Linked DNA regions of Anas platyrhynchos: region 1 is linked to region 2. A link is a contact called in public Hi-C data. All regions are on one chromosome and are shown on one strand. Each heading gives the region's core, a stretch centred on a gene start, on an enhancer-like site or on the middle of the called end of the contact. The rest is flanking DNA. Distances are from core to core; before and after follow the strand shown. Region 1 holds the start of ZDHHC6 (zDHHC palmitoyltransferase 6). Region 2 overlaps TECTB (tectorin beta).

Region 1 (4,831 bases), core at 1,607-4,106, 66 kb before region 2:
TCAGCCTCAAATCCTAACATAGAAAAGCCACTTCTAGGAAAAATAAATTAGTTGTTGTATTATCTTGAGGCCATTTAGCCCAATACCACACTATCAATCCCACAGGGAACATGCATTCTTTCTCCTGAGAGGACAGTAAGTTCTAACAAAAAAAAATAAAATCCTTTTAATGGCTACTTAAAAGAATGATGATTTCAAAGCCTGTTGCTCTCAAGCTATGTCACTGTTAAAGACAATACTCTTCATTCATTTCATGTTTAAGCTCCAAAGTCTCCCTAGAGTGAATAAGGGGGGCTGACTTGAAGGAGAGGATTATGGAAATCCACTACTGTGAAGCAGAATATTCTTCAGCTGCTAAACAGACTCCAGTGACTTCCATAATCCACGCAATTAAGAAATGAAGTCTCTGCTCCTTTTCAATAAGCATGCTCACTTTGTAGCACTACCAAATTTCAGAATAGGAGACAGTTGTGTATTTATGATGTCTTCCCTTACTTGAAAGAACTCCTTGTATTTACTGCTATAAAAGTCAACAACTCTTTCTGAGGCAGTGGAAAAAGAAATACTGCCTCAATTAGGAACTTCACAATAGTGAAGAATTTACTGTCGCTTCTCTGTAAATGGTTTCAGTAGCTATTTACAGGTTAAATATTGTTTCTGGGCAATCTAAATTATACCCATTCTAAATCTCAAATGCAAGAACACTATCTTATAAGTACCTGCAGACTGTGATTGAATTAACACCAAATGCCTTTTATTATTACGCCCAACAGCAAAACAGCTTTGTTAAGCCAATGAGAAGACAGATTCCTGTCTTTCAGTTATTCCTGTGGTTGATCTCTGATCCTCAATTTATTAGAAGACTTTCTAACTTCCTAACATTAGAATTAGACATAACCTCTCAAAATCAGACTTTTACTGAAAATCCCCATTGACTCATTTCAGGTGTACTTTGGACCTCTGACTTAACAATGCACTGGGATTATATGTTTTAGTTAACCACCTACCTCAAGTCCTCTTTAGTCACTACTTCATCACTTCATGATGCACTTCTCACCCTAAAAGTAAGAAGTTATTCTTTGGTCCTGGATATATGATTTTTTTTCCCTTTAATCATACAGATGTAACATCAGTGTGTGCCTTTTGATTGCCTGTGTTTAAGATAACCACTTCCACTGGTTAAGCATCACAAAGCTTTGCAAAATGTGCATGGGAAAAGGAGGCAGAAGTCCTTAGCAGCCTGGACACAGAAGAATAAGGTGAGTTGCATGAGACACCCAATTTCAGCCATCCTCTGCCTCGTTCTGGGAGCACCCCAGCAGCGCACTGATTGCGTCTGTTAGAAGATGCAGCTGCCTGGTTCCAGAGATTATCATTTTCAGCCTTCTGCCCTGACACTCGTGGACTTTACCATCTGTACCACGGGGATATATCATGCACCAGCCCGTGAACGCTGCAGGCTGGTGACCAACACGTTAAACACACGGACACTGATCTCCTTCAATCTCCTGCTCCACGTGAGTCACCACAGCCAATTACCCAGCTCCGGCATTGCCTACACCACACGAAAAAAAAAGCTCGATTTTCGTTATTCACCGTGTGGCAGGACCCCAACAGCGAGCCTTCAGCACCGGGCAGGTGCAGCAGCAGCAGCACCCCCACAGCCCTCCTCCTCCATCCCCGGCCAGAAGCACAGGGACCCGCAGCCAGCTTCGTGAGGCAGCCGGCGGGAGGCTGCCCCCGCTCCGCCCTGCCCTACCCTGCCGGCCGGGCTCCTTGCCGAGCCCCCTCTCCCCGCCGGGCTCACCTCCGAGCAGCTTGGGCACCTTGCCGATGCGGCCCGTGATGTCGGCCGTCAGCACGGCGAAGTCCTGCTCGTAGCTCTCGAAGTCGGAGGACATGGCGACGGCGGCGGCGGCGGCAGCGGCAGGGGGGGCGCCGCTCCTCGCAGAGCCGCTTCCGTGTTCTGCTCGCTGCAAAAACGCCTCCCCGCCGCCCGCACGGCGCTTGGCACAGGGTTCCGCCGCAGTTCTCCTCCTCTTCTGGGGGATGGCTGCGGTGTCACCCACCCAGCCCCTCGCAGTGAGCCATTAAGGCTCCAGCTGCAGCTCTGATGCTCAGGAGATGGTGGTCGGCCCGTCCGCTGCAACCCCGCCTGTTGAAAAACAACCCCGTGGAGCGCTGCGGGCTTGGGGCAGAATCGCAGAATTCTCTAGGTTGGAAGAGACCTCAAGGTCATCGAGTCCAACCTCTGACCTAACACTAACAAGTCCTTCACTAAACCATATTGCTAAGTTCAACATGAGCCATCAGTGTGCCCATGGTGGCCAAGAAGGCCAACGGCACCCTGGCTTGTATCAGGAGTAGGGTGGCCAGCAGCACCAGGGAGGTGATTGTCCCCCCTGTATTTGAGTACTGCGTTCAGTTTTGGGCCCCTAAGCACAAGAAGGGCATCGAGGCCCTGGAGCGTGTCCAGAGAAGGGCTACAAAGCTGGTGGGGGGTCTGGAGCATAAGTCTTGTGAGGAGCGGATGAGGGCACTGGGGGTGTTTGGTGTGGGGCAGAGGAGGCTCAGGGCAGAGCTCGTTGCTCTCTAAAACTGTCTGAAAGGTGTGGGGAGCGGGGGTCGGCCTCTTCTCACGCATAACTGGTGATAGGACCAGAGGGAATGGCCTCAAGATGCGCCAGCAGAGGTTCAGATTGGAAACAAGGAGACATTTCTGCCTAGATAGAGCGGTCGGGTATAGGGATGGATTGCCCAGGGAGGTGGTGGTATCACCATCCCTGGTGGTGTTCAAGGAGAGGTTGGATGTAGTGCTTAGGGACAGGGTTCAGGGTGTGACAGTGGTGGTGTAGGGAGGGCTGGACCCGATGAAGGTCTCGAAGCTCTCTTCCAACCCTACCGCTTCCATGCCTGACCCCAGCCCACCCCTCCACACGGGCCGGGACTCCGTTTCCCAGAGGTCCCCGATAGCCGCGGACTGCCAGGCTCCTGAGGCCGTGCGGGGCGGGGCTGAAGCCCGGCGCTTCCCTTTCCCTTCCCTCCCCTCCATCTCCCTCAGCGGCCGCCGGGGCCATGGGCGGCGGGCTGGAGGCGGCGGCGGCGGCGGCGGCAGCGGGCGGGCGGCGGTAGCGGCCATGGGCGGCCCGGGGGGGCTGCGGCAGGCGCGGCGGCTGTGCCACTGGGGGCCGCTGGTGGCCCTGGCCGTGGTGGCCGTCTGCTCCGCCACCGCCATGGCGGACGCCGCGCTGTGGTACTGGCCCCTGGACACCGCCGGGGGAAGCGTCAACTTCGTGGTGCTCCTCAACTGGACCGTCATGATCCTCTACAACTACTTCAGCGCCATGTTCGTCGGCCCCGGGTACGTCCCGCTGGGGTGGACGCCGGTAAGAGCTGCCTCGCTGCGGGGATGGGGATGGGGAGGGGAAAGGGAAAGGGGAGGGGGGGGAGGGCTGGGGAAGCCCCATGTCGCGCCTCTGTCGCGCCTTTGTCGCGCCCTGTCGCAGGAACTGGAGCTTCGGGGTTCCCTGCACGCTCATGCAGGTGCTGGGGTGGTGCAGGCTTCGCCGCCAGTGGTACAGACTTCATTCAGTAAATTGAAGGTGAGGCAGCAAATTACGTGCTAGGCTAGGGTTCAGCACAGCGTTGTGGGCACAGAGTGGCCAGGGTTGGAAGGGAGCGCACAGGGCACCCGATTCCAGCCCCACCACAGCAGGTTGCCCAGAGCCCCATTCAGCCTGGCCTTGAGCACTACCAGGGATGGGGCAGCCCGTGTCAGTGCTGTACCACCCTATTTGCAAGTCAAGGTAGAAATTCTCGCTTCCTTCCCTTCAGTAACCTCTCAGAATAGCAGCAGTCAAGGACCAGCGTGATGCAGGCTCGGTATCTCGAGACAGCTGGCCAAAGCTTGTGTTTCAGGAACACCAACACTAGGAATAATCGCACTTCTATTCATGAGCTAGTTCTCAAGACCAAGTGTAGGGAAAAGAATATCCAAAGGTAGTCCCAACGGGGTTACTGTCTACTCCACTTTGTGCAGCATTAATACATGCTCTCTACAAGTTTCTCTGTCTCTGTAGCTATCATACACAAGTGTTTCTGTAAGACAGGGAGACAAGAGCGTGATGAGAGCCAGCTCAACATTAACGCTCAGTAGTACCATTTCTAGTAGCTTGCCTAGACTGGCTCATAGGTTAAAACAAAAGACAAGGCATACAGTTATTATTTTTTTTAGTGATAAAGGCCCCATGCTCTTTTAGACTCTCAGTTCGCTATCAAACCCTGTTTGCACAATTCCTAATCCTGATTGAAGAATTGTTTGTTTATTTTAGCTAGGAGCACTCTCAACAGTGAGAGATGGCTGTGTCGATAGCAGAGATTTTTTTTCTTCTTTTTTTCCCCCCTCCCACCACCTACCATTAAATAGGGTTGGGTTGTGGAACACACCCTGTCAGAAGAAAGCAAGGATGCATTAGGCTGTGCAAGTGCCAAGATGTGTGTTGCCAGTAGAATTATGTATTCTGTCTAATATGCCCACTCTTCTGTTTAAAGGAAAATTCTCAGGATTGCATGTATCTCCAATACTGTAAAGTATGTCAGTCTTACAAGGCACCACGTTCACACCACTGTCGAAAATGTAACAGGTATTGTCTCTTTAAAATTGCTTTGTTTGTACTGAAAGCAACTACTGTGCTAGTGATAACTATTAATATTATTCATTCTTTCAGGTCTTGTATATTTTTAAAAGGTTTCCCAATGGACATTGTACCTGTTTCAGATATTTCCAGTTGTATGACTTCTGTCTGTTCTTACAGCATTATAGTGAAGAAAG
Region 2 (5,116 bases), core at 1,442-3,941:
GATCCATCATCACTTTACTGCCTTAAGCCAGGGAGGGATTGAGGTAGCATCACTGTGTTCACCAGGCATCAAGACCTTTCAAAACCAAACTGGGGAGAGGGAAGAATAGATAAGCATTTTTCAATAGAAACTTGAAAAAGATATGAATGCTTTGGGGGCCTTTCAGAAAAGTGATCTGGAAGAAGGGAATATTAGGGATTAAGCCAATCTGTAGCTTTCAAGATCAGAATAAGCTTCTTGTGTTGGGCATTTTGTCTCAGGTCCATTCACTGCAGGTATATTTGTGCCATTCTTGACATGTCTGGACTGTTGGAGGGAGAAAACTGGCTAAAAAAAACTGTGGGATGCAGCTGAGCAGTGCCTATACACCTATTTCTATAATGTGCTTATGCTTCAGTGTGTACAGACACATGTACACCCACTGAGTTTGTTAACGGGGACCAAAAAATAAGAGTGTAAGAGCTGTAGTCATTCTTCTCTCTGTCACCGTTAGGATCCCAAAAGATTAATGGAAAAGATCTAGGAAGGTTTCTTACCTGACACTTTTAGAAATTTTGATGAATATTGTTTTAGTAGTTACTGAAAGTAATGCAAATACCATGACTTCTGAGAATTGTTTTATGTCCTGATACTTCTTTCTCTTTAGAAATCATGGTTTCCCTTTCTGGTGATTTGTTCTTTATGGCATTTAATAGCTTTCATTATTTCAGATACAGAGCTAACACCTGGACTCTGTCATATCTGACACTAGTTGTATCTCCAGAGATGTATCCTAAAGCTCACTACTTTGTTTTCCAGCCTTGGATGTGCTTAATTTGCATCCACACCATGCAGCTCTTCAGCACTAAGCCTGTCCAGTCAGCAAGACACCTTAGTCCCAATGGTGTTGTGCCTACTGCAGCACATGCTGAGCTCTGCTTCACCCACCCAATCCATATAGACACTGCTGAGAAACAGGAAAGAAATGTCAGGTAATGCCAACAGCCTTCTAATTATTGTTATGTACAAGGCACCCTTTTCTCCTATCCTTGAACTGTTAAGTTAGTTTTTGTTGCGTTGGAAGGTTCCACAGATCAAGCTGAGGTGTTCAGGGCCTTGCAGGAGCAGACCTGAAGGTGAGTTTGATGCCACATTGAGACTGACAGAGAAGGGGGACCCTGAAGGGAAATTTGGCATTGGAAAGTGCTAAGTTTCAATAGAAACTTGTATAGAAATAAATGCAGTTGGCATCACTGCTCTTTAAAAGGAGGCATGAGTAAAATACATAACTGTTGGGTTTTCATTATTTAAAACACCTGCAGAGATCTGGGGGAGGTGAAACAGCTTTGGGGTTCTCTGATACTAGAGGCACAAAGCTAATGGAATGGTTTATTTGTCTGGTGAAATGGTGCACAAGGATTTTTTGTGAGTTTAATTTCTTCTCTGTAAAATAGACATCTTCAGTAAAGAAGTCCAGGTCCAAACAGAATTGGGAAAAGTTAAGAAACTCAGCTAAGCTGCTTTTTATAATAAAGCAGCACAAAATCCAATCGTGAAGAGGAGATGGAAGATGATATCTGCAAGAGAAATGAAAACTAAATGTGAGTACTTCACTTTCAGTTACCTTTCCTGTTTTATTCGCATCCCTACCATTGTAACTGCATGCTTTAACATGGGTCTGTCACCATATCAGGTTTTAGCAAACAGGCTCTGAAGGGGTTTTTCAAACTCTCCCAAATAGAAATGCTTTCCAAACATCTCTGTTAACCCAGTGGGATGCATTTGTTCCTTTTTGGGAAGTACGTGTAAAATTAAGATAAGTTAATGTTCAGTATTGGAAATTATTAGTATGATTTCATTGTCCAGGGTGAAGGATGTACCTAGAAGAGGAAAACAAAATGTCTAACATTGAGATACAAGATTGTAAAATATTTTCTTTTCAGTTGAATTTATAAAAATTACCAGGTCTTTTTTTGAACTATGGGTTTTATGTTGACAGAGCCAGTCAGGATTCTTATTTGGTATTGATATAATCATTGTTGTATTTTGCTGTTTACCTGAGAGTGTGTAAAATCTGGATAAACCTTTGCCTGTGTAAAATAAAAGAAAAAGATAACACTTGAATGGCATGTTTAAAATAGGGCAAAGTGCACTAGTGTGCTTTGTAAAATCAGAACAGATAACTTTTGCAACATTTTGAAATTCTGGGTATTTCTTACTCTTGGCTTTACTCTCTGAAGTTGTAAAAGGATCCTCAATTCTTTTATTATTATTTTTTTTTAAATTAGTGGAGTTTTACTGGTGTAACATACTGAATAGCAATAACGCTGCTGTATATATATTTTTAATTTTAAATTGGCTTGCAGGATGGTGTGGTTGTGGTTGATAAACTAGTATAAAGAGCTTTGGTGAAAGTATTGATTAAGGTATACCTTTTTCCAAGGACTTGTTTCAAAAGATGCTGGATTGCAGAATTAAAGTAGCTCAGGGAGAAACTCCTGGTGCCTCCAGGAGGCAGCAGTTAAGAGGAAAAAGGTTTTGCTTTGTAAGGGGAAAAATTGATGGCTGTTAGATTTGTGTAGGAGGAGCAACAGGCACACGCGGTTAATCGGCTATGTTTATGGTTATGCTGAAGAACCCACTAGCTGTGCAAAGAAAACCTCGGTGCAGCTTTCCTGCTGCTCCTAAGCCTGGCCTCTCTCCCACTCACGTGCAATCTATCAGCGCTTGTCCGGGCTGTTGCTGAGGTCAAACACGGGTGAACAGGGTTTACATTGCTAACTTGGTGCGTAAGTGGTTTGGCCATTTATCTTTAATGCCAAATGGGTGCAGTTACTCACTTTGTGAATGGGGAGAGTTTCACTGAGCTATTCTGTCAGAGCTACAAACCTGGTTCTGTTCAAGAACAGAACAGAACAGCTTGAACAGAAGGACCAAGGACCAAGTTCTGTTCAAGATTCTTGCTCTCACAGGGGAGCAGTTCTGCTCCCTGTGCTTGCCCTGCTCTGCAAGTCACCGGCTGCTCCCCAGTTCATTGCTTCCCAAAGGGAGAAACACCCCAGAAACCCAGCCACTTACTGCGGACAGAGATCTCTGCCACCAAAACACCTCCGGTTTGTTCCATGCGCTGTTTTCGTTTGTCACATGTCTCAAGAGATCAGAGAGAAAGCAGTGTATAATGATTGAATTATACAAAATTAATATATAATCTAAATATTTATATCCAAACCCAGCTCTCATATTTCCAACCAAGTAAATAAAATCTGTGTAGATTTTGCTGCATGTTTTCTCGGGACTGTTTGTTTTTTTTTTTTTTTAAATTGGGACATTTTAATGCAGGAGACGTTCAAGGAGAGCTTTTACTGTGTATTTTATGAGGATTTTAGTGTGCCACAGCTTTTATGGTGGCTGTCAGTCTAAGTGCCCTTTTCAGTTGTGAGGTGGCAGGAGCGCAGATGGGCATCTGCCGGCTGATCACACCTCCTCTTGGGCTGCCCTTTGCATGCTGCCACAAACAAACCTCCTGTCAAGAAGGAAGGGGGTAGCCGAGCTCCATCTATTTAACCCATGACCTCTGCGAAGACTTCTGTTGTTGTTTATTGCTAAGTGTAATTGTTGCCCACTGGGTATGAGCGTGAAGCATCAAAACCCTTCCAAACCGATCTAAGCTCTAAGGACTCCTGTCACAGCTGACAAGGTCTGTATTGGAGGCCTTGCTCTCTAGCTTAAAGGTCCCTGTCCATTCCCTGACCTTTGCAAGTCCCCAGCTGTGAGCATTTTGTACAAAACTGGTGTGTGATAATTCTGGTTATGCCTTGCTTGGTTCAGCCTTAATTGCAGCAGACCGCCAGCTGCATTTTTGGGTTGGCTGTGGACTCTGTGGAGGTTGGCCTGATGGAGCAATTACGAATTCAACCCTGTGACTATAAGGATGACGTAGATGTTTGGCAGCAATGTCAGAAAAGCAGATATAGAACACGTTTTGTTGTTGTTTTGTTGTTGTTGTTTTACTATTATATTTATTTTTTTTATTCTGGTCTGTGGCTGGATAAAGAGTTGGAAAAAATCTTTAAAAGCAAACAACAAAATGTAAGCTGAAAGATTTTTCTTTTGCCTTTGAAATTTGGAATTTCTAACAATGCATTTCTATCAGATCTGTAGCTTTTGCATAAATCAGTCCCCCCTGCTTACTGCTGAGGCTGGGTAATAATAAACTGCTCTCTTATAGTGGCTCCTGGACTGAGAAGGGGTGTATAAAGAAAAGTTGGCTTGACCAAGAGTGACATTTTCTCTTCTTCAGCAAGAATTAATTGTTGATGAAATGACAGGATATGTGCAAAAGAGTATTTTGGGCTTTCAGTTCAGGTTAAATAAAATTCAGCTTCACTTTATAGCAAAGACATATTCATTGAGTGAGAGAAGGAACAGTGAAGACTTACTGAAGGAGGTGGAGAAGTCTTTAAAGAAAGACCCTTTAGTAACCCTCACCCTAGCATCAGCTGGTGCTAAATAACTCCCCGTGCTAAATAACTGCACAGCATCTCCCCCCTCATTCCCACCTAAGGCCACTGAAACATCTCTGCCATCTCAGTCCCTGCTCCAGTAACAATTTGCGTATTTCCTGCAGAATAGCACAGCTTCAAGAGCAGAGCCTACTGCAGAGCTGCAGGATAGCAGAGAGGAGACCCTTCCACGAGAAGGAGGACCGGGAGGTTTTGTTCGGGCTGAGGTGAGCTTTGAGCCTTAGCACTGAGTCAGTTGGTAAAATGGGAAGTGCTCTACTTCCTCCTTTTTTTTTCTCATGCTTTTGTTTAGCTGTAGCTAATTGTCAAACAGGAGCGTCGTCTGGCATATTGACAAAAACTGACTTTTTAAATGGCTACATTATTTCCCAACATGTTTAAACAGATTGCCCAATGTGGCATGACAGGGATCAGGGTGCACAGCCCACCACTCAGGTTAACGTCTCGCGGTGGCTCCATCTAATGCAAGCTCTGCTGCCAGCTCCCCACCCGACGTGCTCCCAGGAGCTTCTCGACATTCTCTGTCCAAATTTAGCAAGTTTTTTCTTAGAGGGAGGCCTTACCACTGGGCAGGAGAACTTCTCACTGTCACAGACGTGCGTTTCGCAGTGCAG

What was found. A called contact is a pair of places that touch in the nucleus more often than the background predicts.
Region 1: a contact with region 2 is called in a Hi-C map of F5 follicle, with 2.3 times the contacts expected there. The contact joins the promoter of ZDHHC6 here to the enhancer-like site in region 2. A contact is called at or near these places in 4 of 8 Hi-C or Micro-C datasets (F5 follicle, liver, small yellow follicle and 1 more).

The regions. Positions count from the first base shown.
Region 1 is chr6:31,816,211-31,821,041 of IASCAAS_PekinDuck_T2T, reverse strand. It overlaps ZDHHC6 (zDHHC palmitoyltransferase 6), which reads left to right and starts at 2,856. Exons shown (of 10, transcript XM_038181457.1): 1 at 2,856-3,386; 2 at 4,552-4,643. The coding sequence starts at 2,871. VTI1A (vesicle transport through interaction with t-SNAREs 1A) reads right to left here and starts at 2,026. Exons shown (of 9, transcript XM_021268815.4): 1 at 1,808-2,026. The coding sequence starts at 1,901.
Region 2 is chr6:31,749,371-31,754,486 of IASCAAS_PekinDuck_T2T, reverse strand. It overlaps TECTB (tectorin beta), which reads right to left. Exons shown (of 11, transcript XM_005014464.6): 8 at 5,066-5,116; 9 at 3,058-3,127; 10 at 2,037-2,069; 11 at 1,355-1,556. The coding sequence ends at 1,504. LOC110351790 (a long non-coding RNA gene) reads left to right here. Exons shown (of 5, transcript XR_002399636.4): 2 at 799-971; 3 at 1,434-1,580; 4 at 4,607-4,708; 5 at 4,795-5,072. Among named protein-coding and RNA genes, the nearest start is that of TECTB, 8.9 kb to the right of the region's middle. Within about 2 kb of position 2,691, at least 1 of the 8 cell types and tissues checked has an H3K27ac peak or open chromatin away from gene starts, as enhancers often do. A contact at or near this core is called in F5 follicle, where this site is marked.